2 separate regions of the Rattus norvegicus genome follow, and region 2 is linked to region 1. Evidence: chromatin contacts called from public Hi-C data. All regions are on one chromosome and are shown on one strand. The core of a region is the stretch at or near the end of the contact, and the rest is flanking DNA. Distances in the headings are between cores, read along the strand shown. Region 1 overlaps Galm (galactose mutarotase). Region 2 holds the start of Hnrnpll (heterogeneous nuclear ribonucleoprotein L-like).

What was found. Hi-C and Micro-C count contacts between places; a contact is called where the count stands out from the background.
Region 2: a contact with region 1 is called in a Hi-C map of kidney, with 5 times the contacts expected there. The contact joins the promoter of Hnrnpll here to the enhancer-like site in region 1. A contact is called at or near these places in 10 of 12 Hi-C or Micro-C datasets (the A7r5 cell line, the Rat2 cell line, Schwann cells and 6 more) and 1 of 1 datasets of contacts at active chromatin or transcription factors (oligodendrocytes).

The regions. Positions count from the first base shown.
Region 1 is chr6:20,594,188-20,599,769 of GRCr8, reverse strand. All of the region lies in intron 4 of Galm (galactose mutarotase), which reads left to right. Among named protein-coding and RNA genes, the nearest start is that of Srsf7, 33 kb to the right of the region's middle. Within about 2 kb of position 3,304, at least 4 of the 93 cell types and tissues checked have an H3K27ac peak or open chromatin away from gene starts, as enhancers often do.
Region 2 is chr6:20,717,282-20,722,863 of GRCr8, reverse strand. It overlaps Hnrnpll (heterogeneous nuclear ribonucleoprotein L-like), which reads right to left and starts at 2,851. Exons shown (of 13, transcript XM_233805.11): 1 at 12-2,851. The coding sequence starts at 347.

The DNA.
Region 1 (5,582 bases), core at 2,055-4,554:
CCTCCAAACATCACATGTCTTGCCACAAACATGTGTCTTGCCTCAGCATGTGCATCTGTCTCAGCTGACCTCACTCTGCCAATCAGCCTGAGTCCACCGAAGCGGCAAGAAACTGAAGCACACCACCAGAAGTTTTCTGTCTATAGAGTCCTAACAAATGTAGCTCAACTCTGTAATGTAAGGTAGACGAATACATGTGTGTTGTTAGCAATGAATCTTTCATCACGTGTCCTTTCTGCTTGCTTTAGCTGCACAGCCTCTCTCCTGTGTCTGCTTCAGCAAAATGTTCCTTCACAAGTTTGCCCCAGCAAAGCACCATCTGACTTTCCAAAAACCCCACATTTCCATTTCATATGTCTTTTACTTACACCCCCAATTGTGAGAGCTCGGAATCTCTTAGGATCTGTGTCATAGTATATAAATGTGTCTAGCTTGTGTCCCAAGCATAAGTTCATAGGAAGCAGAAATCTATTCCTGTGTCAACATCTCCGGTCCCTCCTCAATCCCAACTCATCACTTAAGGTTAGAGTCCTGTCACACCACTACAAAACCTTTGCTAGCCCACTGGAATCCCACAATCATGGCATCTCCACAACCCTGTAAAAGTTGATATTGTAAGTCTGTCTCTGCCATCTGGTTCTAGGCTTCTTAAGGTCAGTTTAACCAAAAAAAAAAAAAAAAAAAAAGAGTTGGACTCAAAAATGCACTCCTGTCTGTGTGTATGCACATGCGCTCAAAAGCCACAGGATAAGCTCAGCCGTTGATCCTTTGGCTCCATCCTTCTTGTTTTGTGAGATCTCTCACTGGCCTGGAACTTCACAAGTTGGCTTGGCTTGCTGGCCAGTGAGCTCCAAACAGCTCCCTTTCTGCATCTTCCTGGAGCTGTTTTTTTTATATAAATTCTGGGGGTTAACTCAGGTCCTTGAGCACTTAAGCGATCAGCGAAGCCCTGTGTTTGGTTTCCCCAAGCCCCATCCAGAAGTGTTCTCAAGGATCCATGCTTCTGGTTCACACTCTCCTGAAGGCACTTAAAGACAGTGTGCAAAAGGGAAGATGGAGGAAGCGTGGCCTCCATAGGGACTTGTCAGTCAGTGCCCAGAGACAAAAACATCCTGGAGCGATTACTGGAGCTACTGCTACATAAATCATCCCAATGCACTCATTTATTGTCTAGTTGTTCCTGTTAGACAGGACAATTGTTAAAATATATTAGATTCTGGGCCATAAGCCACGACTCGTCTGGGCCATAAGCTTTGGCTCACTCCCTGACTAGCTCATAATTTATTTAACCCATTCAAACTTTCCTATATCTACCACGCGGTTAGTCACGTCTCTTCAACCCCAGCCCGCTTCTTTCTCTCTCAGCATTTCCCTGAGTTCATCTACCTGCTGGTTTATGTGCAGTTTCCTCAGTTCCTCTCTCTCTTCTCTCTACATCTCCTTTTATTCTCATGTTATTTCCCAGAACTCTCTCTCTTCCTGCCAGGGTCCCACCTCCTATTTCCTGCCTCGGCTCATTGGCCATTGGCTTTTTTATTGATAGGCAATGCTTATATGAAATTTTCTCTAAGGCAAGTCATTCTCTTGGGCTTCCAGCAAAGGTCAGAGCTGGCACACAAGCATCTGAAGACGTTCCTTCCTTGTTTGACTGTTGGCGTTGGCCTTTGGTTGGGAGCCCCCGGTATGACTCAATCTTCCTAATGATATGGTGGCTGGGCTTCTAGAGCACATGTCTTGAGAGCAGCCTAGGCTGAAGCCATTTTATATTTCATGACTGTGTCTCAGGAATCACACACCAGCAGCTCTGTTGTTTGAGGCGGTTATTAAGGCTCATGCAAGTTCAAAGAGTAAAGAGCAGTCAGCTGTCCCTGAAGGGTGTCAGTGTCATGTCAGCAAGGGCACACAAGGGATGGGAGTAGACCAGGGTGCAGTTGACCACAGTCAGGAAGAAAGACAATGTTCCTTATCATAAGACTTGAGTGTGAGACACTCAGTGAGATGAGAAAGGTCAAGGCGGATGGGTTGCAGAAGAGCCGTGAGCTTTCTCTTCACTATCAGAGAGTGAATAATTGTCGCTTTGTCAGCAATTAGGAAGAGGGAGACTGACTCCTGGTGACGGAGTCTGGCCTTGTCAGAAAGCTCTGTCTTCAGTGACCAGATCCACTTCTTACAAATTTCAGGAAGTGCAATGCAGATGCTGCGGCTAGAGTGGCATGTCCATGAGTCCTCTGTTGACTTTGTCCACACGCCCTCATGTCTAGATCACAGTCACTCCAGCACCATTCCTGTCGCCAACCTTGGCTGTTTCAGTGTACACTGGCCGTATCCTGTCCCCACTCCACGCCCCACCCCACCGCCCTCTTGTCTTCTTCACCTGCTCACTGTGACTATCTTGGGTCTGACTGGTTTCCTCCCATGGCAGCCCTCTGTGGCCACACTTCAGGATGTTGGTCTCTCAGAGACCATCATTCTTCAGCACCTGAAGAACCTGTGGCCCTTTGATCCTTCTGCTCTTTTGTTCTGCTACTCACCCACCCACTTATGACCTCATTTCCACCTGTACCCTGCATTAGCTTAGGTCAGGAACTCATCACTGAAAAGCACCCCTTTGCACACGTTCTCAACTTTGTCTCTTCTCCCTCCTCTTGCAATTTTCCAGCAAGCCCCAAGCTGTTTGAGGCAGCCCGCACTCACCACAGCTGCTATCCTGTAGCCATATGAACAGCCTGTGAGGGATCCTTACTGCTGTGTGTCTGTCCTCAGGCTTTGGTGGAAGGAGGAAGCAGGATTAGTCAAATCACTCCTGTGCCCTCGAGCTGAATCTCAACGTTTTCAGGTCAGAGGTCACCAACCACCAGGCTTAAGTTTTGGGGCTCATACCTTAACACACGCCTAGCCATATCGGGAGGATACGGATCCTCTTCAGAAAGCACACTAGATAGGTGGACAGACATATGGACAGACGGACAAAGATGGGTGGGTCTGGTGGCTTTCAGATTAGAACCATGACATGGCATCCTGTCTGTGGACATGTGTTCCATTTCATTTTCATTTTCTGCACATTTGGCTTTGCTCAAAGTGTGATTGGCGTCTCCTTTCTATTCTTAGCACAAAGCAGAAACACATATATGCAGATGAACTGAAGTCAAAAGAACTTGTTCATTTTCCAGAGTCTTAGAAAAACCAAGACGACTTGGGGAGCTGAGGGTGGAGGGTGCTGTCACCATGGCAGACACATCGCAGTGCATCAGGAAGGGCTGTCGTCGACACTGGGAGGCTTTGAGATATATCACTTTGGGCAAGTCCCGTTAGCATCTGGGTCAGCGTCTCTGCAAAGTGAGGGGTCTGCTTGAGGCAACTCACACAGCCATCTGGACTTTTTGTTCTTTGTCACAGACTGCTGCCGCCTTCACGGTGGCTCTTGTTCTCCAGCATCGGTTTCCAGCAGCTTAGCTTTTTCATCAAGCAAAGGTTCCAGCTCAGGCCGGCGGCCGTGGAGGACAGGAAACTGCTCCTGCCCTTTTAGAACTTGCCCTCGGAAGAGGCGGGAAGCTAGCTGTAGTCCAGTAGTGTAGTAAATGTTTGAGTAAGTCTGTCTGATGATAACAAAGAGGAAGGAAGGTTCAGTCTGCCTGTAATTTTGCTACTGTTACAAATCGTAACATAAATATCTAATGTGCGGGAGTGCTCCCAGGAGAGATGCTGTTCGATGGTTCACACAGTACTCTGACTTCTGTTGTTTTGTAAATGTAGATATTTGAGACAGGTTCTCTCTAGTGTGTGGCTCTAGCTGTTCCGGAACTCAGTACGTAGACCAGTAGGCCAGCCTCGAACTCACAGAGATCCACTATGCCCAGCTTTGTGTTTTTAAACTATGTCACTCAGGCTGATCTCAAACCGGAAATGCTCCTGCCCAGTCCCCACGGGCTGCTCTTACAAGCATGCACCACCACATTACAGATGACTCCGTTTTTCTCCCTGTTGTTTGTTGGTGTTTCCTGTTGTTGCACTGTACCCCAGGGTGGCCTTAACCTCAGGGCAATGCTCCTGCCTCATCCTAAGATCCCAAGTGTGTATCACCATGTGTGACTTAGAGGCTCCCTATGGTATGTGTACGGGTATTTTTTTTCCTGCATGTTTGTACATCATATGCATACCTGGTGCCTGCAGAGGCCAGAAGAGGATACCAGAGCCCCTGGAATTGACATTGACAGACATTTTGTGATGCTGGTATGCATGCTGGGAATTGAACCCGGGTTCTCTAGAAGAGCAGCTGGTTTGTTCTTAACTGATGAGCCATCTCTCTAGCCCATGGGAAAATTCTTAAGTAACGAGTTAGACTTTACCAGAGTGTGGTAGGAGTCACAGAAAAGGACATCCCACCTATCTAAAAAAAAAAAATTGCAAGGACATGGTAAATCTAAGGGACAAATTTTCATAATCTCCACACAGCTGCCTGTGAAACACATGACAGCATATTAATGAAAAAAAAAAAAGATTAGGCTGGGCTGTGGCAGTGCACGCCTTTCATCCCAGCACTTGGGAGGCAGAGGTGGGTGGGTCTCTGGGTTTGGTGCCAGCCTGACCTAAAGAATGGGTTCTAGGGCTTTCAAAGCTGTACCCAGAGAAGTCCTGTCTTGAAAAGCCAGGGAGGGGGGAGGGGGGCTTGAACCATATGACTTCTTTCTTCTCATTTAGCAAAGAAAGGAAAGAAGCGGGGAGGGAGGGAGGAAAGAGAGAAGGAAGAAACAAAGAGAGAAAGAAAAAGGAAGGGTGGAAGGAAGGAAGGGAAAATCTTATTTTGGAAGTCTATATTTTAAATGCTAAAAAAAAAAAATGTACCCAGTGGATCCCCACCATCTAGGATTTGGCCTTTGAGATTCAGAATTAACTGCAAATTCTCCCAGAACTAATCAGGATGCAGAGGACTGACTGGCACATCTACAGCTGATGTGCTTGCTCGAGTGTTTCTGGCGCCACCTGCTGGGAAGCGGGTTCCTTTCCCTTCTATTCAAAGGGCTAGAAACCTAAGAATCTTGAAAAAGGAGGCAGGGGTGGCTCTCCCAAAAAGGAATAGGGAGGCTGCTGGGTTATGGGGGGTGGGAGGGTTATGTCTCCACAATATACAGAAAAAAGCTAGTCATGGTGGCACAGGACTGGGCAGGCAGAGTTGGTAGAACCATGGGGATCACTAGGCCAGCCAGCCTAGACTAGTCAAGTTCCAAGCCAGTAAGAGACACTGCCCCCAAACAGTAACATGGGTAGGACATGGTGGTTGGTACACGCCTTTGATCCCAGCATGAGAAGAGGTATAGTGAGACCTCGTCTCAAAAACAAAATAAGCCAAACATTTGACCATAATTGAGACCATAAAAAGGCCTCAGCGGTTTCTAAGGTAGAAAAACTTAGCCAACATGGAGTGCTACTGAATCCAAGTTTATACAGGTTCTGAGGACTTGAACTCAGGACATCTCTGAACCATCTCCCCAACTTGGAATTTTTGTTTCAGTACTTTTATTGGTTTTGTTTATTTTAGAGACAAGATCTCTGTCTATCTGTCTGTCTATCTTGTTTGTTTTGTT
Region 2 (5,582 bases), core at 1,602-4,101, 120 kb before region 1:
CGCTTTGTTACCGTGGACGGGGGCATGCTCCGAGGGCCGCCGCCGCTGCCGCCTTCGTCGCCGCCGCTACCTCTCTCATCGCCGTCGCCTTCGTCGCCTTCTTCGCCGTCGCCTTCTTCTCCACCGTCGCCTTCCTCGCCGTCGCCGCCGCCGCCGCCGCTGCCTCGGTCGCCGCCGCCGCTGTCGCTATCGCTCCCCGCCTGAGGCGTCGCTTCCTGGCGATTCTCGCTCTCCTCAGCCGAGTAGACGATCTCTCCCTCCTCCGTCTTGAGGCGCTTGGCCTGGCTTTCGAACTCCCGGTCCTCCTCGTACGTCTCCTCCTTGGGGGAGGAGGAGGTGGAGGACATGGCGGCGGTGGAGACGGCGCGGGATATGGGCCTCAGATGTCGCCGAGCAGTCCCCGCCGCGGGCTGCGCCTCCTCAGCGCGGGTCTGAGAGGCGTCGGCGTCCTCCGCGGCGCGCTCCAGGAGCCCGTGACTGAGAAGGGAGCGCGGGCTGAGGGGACGCTTCCCTTTATCTCCCAGCCAGCCTCCAGCCTCTCCCTCCGCCAGCTTCGCGGCTCCCAGCTCCGGGGGGAACGCGAAACTAAGGATGGGGCCGGGGCCGTGGCCGTGGCTTCCGGTCTTCCCTCCTCCCTAATCCGCTCCCCGCCGCTCAGGCGGAGCCTCCACCCGCCTTGACTGCTGCGGGGCGGGATCGAATCCTCAAGCCCAAGAGTTCCCGCCCCCTAGCTGAACTTTCTCCTCCTATTGGTAGGTGGAAAGTCGATCTGGCTTCCAATTGGCTGAAGGAACTGCTGGTCAAAATCCAGCCTGGACCCTCTCCTGGCTCCAGTCCGGACCGTGCAACGCCCGCAGCGCGCGACTCCGCAGCGGTTGCAGCCCCGCGGCAGTTAACGCTGTTAGGCCCTGACCGCAGCCGAGAGACTTGGTGAATCTGGCGAGCGGCGGTGCGTTCGGCAGAATCGGGACTGCGGGTGTTAACCGCCTTCCCGCTAATTTGAATGCTTTTCTTCTTTTAAAAAGATGAAGGGAACCTCGAGAAGCTCCGCACACCTACCTACCCAACACAGCCCCAAGAGTGCGTGTAACAAAAATTTCATCAAAATGCGTGGACTCTGCGCCACTAAATATTGAAGGACCGTTAGCTATTACTGAACGTGGCGAGTCAACGAGATGATTCACACAGGCACGCGCACAGTATAGGTTGTTTGCAAACCGGACCTTTTGCTGCAGACATACAGAGCCAAGTCCCTGCTGCAGTTACACGTTCTCAATCTTCATCTAAAACCCCCTTTTCTCTCTGTTCTGAATGATCCATTTCATTCATTTTTCCAAAATAGGAAACTATCACAATTCTGTTGGTTTCCAGCCTACAACTCACTTCCTCTGCGAAACCTAAGGACTGTTTTAAGGTTTTAATTGCTTCTATTGCGAAAGGCCTTTTAATATCTGAAGGTGTTGTTAAAAACAAAAACAGAAAACAAAAACCTGGGCATGCTTAAGGCAGGGACTCTGTTCATTTTTGTAATCCAGTTCCAGTACAGTACACCTTAACCCAACTCACCCCCAAATGGATTTCAGTGACCAACTTACTGAGTGGTCCCCCCTTGATAACGGTATAATGTTTCTTGCCGTTACTTTAATCCTTGGAAAACTAAGATTAGTTCTGTGCACCTGTTTTAAATGTGCCTCTTCCTTTCCCACCTGTGGGTGGTTTCCTCCTCTAGCCTGTTTTTTCCCCCAAAGGCATTTCTTCCCCCAGAAAGATGTGTGTATTCTCCACTGATCGTGCTTTTAACATATGTTGTTTTCTCCTTTATACTTCGCACCACTTGTCATTTGAGAATCCCAAAGAATCCAAGTGTTTCTGCACACTGTACAAACTGTGTGTGTGTGAGGCCGCTGGCAGAACTGAAAATTAGAAATTTGATTTTAAAATTAAGACCAAAGTGTGCCGAAGAAGTATAAAGAAGGAATTGCAGAGCTGGGGAACAGATAAGGAAACGATTTAAGCGAGAGCAAGCACACCGGCAGTAAGAGAAACATTGCCCCAGTTTTATCCAAAAGTGTTTCTTTGAGTCAGATGTCCCAAACAAATTTACAATGCAAAAATTATTCTGCTAGAAAGTTCAGGTACTGGAGTTTCAAAAGCTAAGAGCTAAAAAGCCTAGGGCTTCGGGCTGGAGAGATGGCTCAGCAGTTAGGAGCTCTGTGTGCTTTTCCTAGAAAATCTGATGCTCTCTTCTGGCACCTTCATAAGCACCATGTAGTTCCTGAGCAGTATTCTGCAAGAACTGTCAAAATGGCGGCAGCAGTTAAAACAAAGGGAATGAAAAAAGCCACCAATCCCTGAGCAGGAAAACCCACCAATCCCTGGTCTCCTCAAGCTCCAGACTTGAAATCCTACCAATCCTGACTCTGGAAATCTCCACCTCATCAGACATCTTCTCTATGTCTGTCTCTTGTCCAATCGCTTACTGTCTTCTCCCAGGAGCAGAGGGTAGCCACATCTGGACTCCTCCCTCCTCCCCGCTGGATTCATCCCTCCAATAAATCTCTTTTATGAGATGTGCTTCTGGCTATGAAACTTTCAGCACAAGAGGCCAAGAAACAGTGGAGAGAAGAAGGGAAGAAGCAAAGAAGTGAAGTGGGGCTGGGACTCTTGAGCGAACTCAGCTCAGCTGTGGCTACCCTCTCCTGAGACCTGCAATGTCACTGCTGAGGAGGCTTCCTCTCAGAGCTGTGTGGATCTTGGTCTTCCAAGTCGCAGGTTACCGTTCTATCCGAGCAAGAAGGCCAACACACCACACATCCATAACACACATAAAATAAATGAATACATCTAAAAAAAAAGTAAGAGCCCAGTTCTCTGTATTTTTCCTGTCTGTATGTATATATGTGTGTATGTAAATATGTACGTATTTATTTTGGAGACCAGGTATCACTGTGGAACCCTAACAGGCCTGTAACTTTGTATGTAGTTCAGGGGTCCTCTGGCAGTCCCTGCCTCTCTCTGATCCTGGGATTGAAGCAATCACTACTAGTCCTGGTTCTCTGTCCTTTTTACAGTAGTTTTAGCATCGAAGTCCAAGAAAGAAGGGTTAATTATAGCTTGTTTGCCAGGGAAAACTTCTTCTGTTGAAGTGGATAGTTCCCAACATATTTTTATGGGAGAGCTAGAAATATAGTTCATTGGAAAGTGTGTCAGACCCTCGGATTGAATGCCCAGCACCAAAATATTTTTTTTAATTAAAGATAGAAATGTAGAATTAGGGAATTAATTTTTCATATTGCTTTTCTTTAAGGTGGTTGTGCATGCCTTAATCCTAGCACTCAGAAGTCAGTGGCAGGTAGATTTTGAGTTCAAGGCCAACCTGTTCTACATTTCAGGACAGCCAGGGCTTTGAAGAAAGACCCTGTTTCAAACAAAACAAGATAGAATTTGTTTGTTTTAGAGAGTTTGGTTGTTTAAATACACTGTGCTGACCTCAAACTTACAATCTTCCTTGCTCTGCCTGTTAACCTGCCATTTTCATACAAAAGGCAACTTTAACAAACTATATTCACATCCAACTATAAGTTTATTGGGACTTATGCAAAGTTTCCAAATACTTGTCAAAACATTTTCAATTTCCCAAGCCCTGAATTTCAAATTATGGATCATAGACCAAATTAAAATGCAACTCTCATACTAAATAGAAGTTTCCTTTAAAAATTATAGTAAACCAGAGTATTCCAATTCTGATTTACTGTTGGGGTGAATTAAATTTCCTTATACAAATTAAAATGGTTAATCTATAATCTACCCACACTTCCCAGAATTATACTGTTGGTAGAAATTAGAGAATGAATTGCTATCAAGATAAGCAACTATTTCGGTCCCCAGCTCCGAAAAAAAGAACCAAAAAAAAAAAAAAAAAAAAAGATAAGCAACTATAAATTAGGTCTACACGTCCATTGTAGTAACAGTCATTAAATCGTTTTCATTCAGGAATAGCCTGGCTCTGGAATCTGACTCCTTGGGTTCCATTCCTAGAGCAAGAACCAGGTTCATTTGTTGTTGTTGTTTTGTTCTTGTTTTTCTTTTTTTGAGACAAAGTTTTTCTGTGTAGCCTTGGCTATCCTGGAACTCACTATGTAAACCAGGCTGGCCTCCAACTCAGAAAGATCCGCCTGCCTCTGCCTCCTAAGTGTTGGGAATAAAGGCATGTACCACCACTACTGCCCAGCTAAGAGCCATGTTCTTAACTGAACCTCTAGAGCAGCACTTTTGTCTTAAGCTTTTCCGAAAATGCTTAATTACAGAATGGAGTGAGAAATAATACCTCTGATAAAGAGTTTGTGACAGAATTTATCAGCATGACCCTTTCAGTGGTTAGCACATGGAATGGCACATAGGTGGTGGTCATTATTATTTCGTGAGAATTATTATATAAATACACACATGCATGCTTATATTGCTCAGGGGTGTACTGCATCAACTGATTGTAAGGTTTAAAGAGCAAGGTCAAATTGTCCGAAGTTGGCTGTGCTCTGCAGTGCCCTCCTGTAATCCCCTCATTTGGGAGACTAAGGTATGATCTCATATTTGAGGCCAAAGCTTTGCTACTACACATGCAGCAAGTCCCTGTCACAAAATGTATACAATCAAATGAGAACGCAAGAACAAGCTCCTAGCTTTCTGGTATCCTTACCACCTAGAATGTCTTGTTGTTTACATAGGTAGCAATGAGATTTAAAAGTGTAAGCAACATTTGGGGATGTGCTAGGAAGGACTATTTGTTTCCCCAGACCTGCCCTACCCAGAGAAGTCTAGCATTGCTGCTGTATCCCCATGGAGTTGTAGCAGTTGAAATTCTTGGTTACTGCCTACCCTCCTCAACAATAGCTAGTCTAATTAGAGGCCTGGAAAAGTGGCCAAGAGCCTAACACATAAGTAATTCCAGACATTCATGGCCTTGAGGAAGGAGTTAGTCCTGACTTTCTTGTCATTTCTGGCTACCAAGCACTGTATAATTTTTTAATCTCATATAGTTCAAATCATGGATCATATAACTCATGGTTTGTTATTATTAAATATCCTCTCTTGAATCTAGGAGTTATAGCTCCTGCCTGATCATATGTATTTTCTTTGAGAGAGGGTTTCATATTATAGGCCTGCATGGCTTGAACTCACAATATAGACCAACAGTTCTCAACTTGTGTGTCTCAACCACTTTGAATGTCAAATGACCCTCTTTCACAGGGGTGGGATATCAGACATCCTGAATATCAGATACTTATGATTCATAACAGTAGCAAAATTACAGCTATGGATGAAAATAATGTTATGGTGGGGGAGGGTCATCACAACATGAGGAACTGTATTAAAGGGTCTCAGCATTAGGAAGGTTGAGAGCCAGTGCTGTAGACCAACAAGGCTATCCTTGATCTCAGAGGTCCATTTATCTCTGCTTCCTGAGTCCTGGCATTAAAGGTGTGCACCACTATCCCCATTTGACTCCTTTAAATCAAACAAACAAACAAAAAAGTAGAGCGTCCAAATACTTTAGAGACAGCTGGAGCCCCCAAACAGATGTG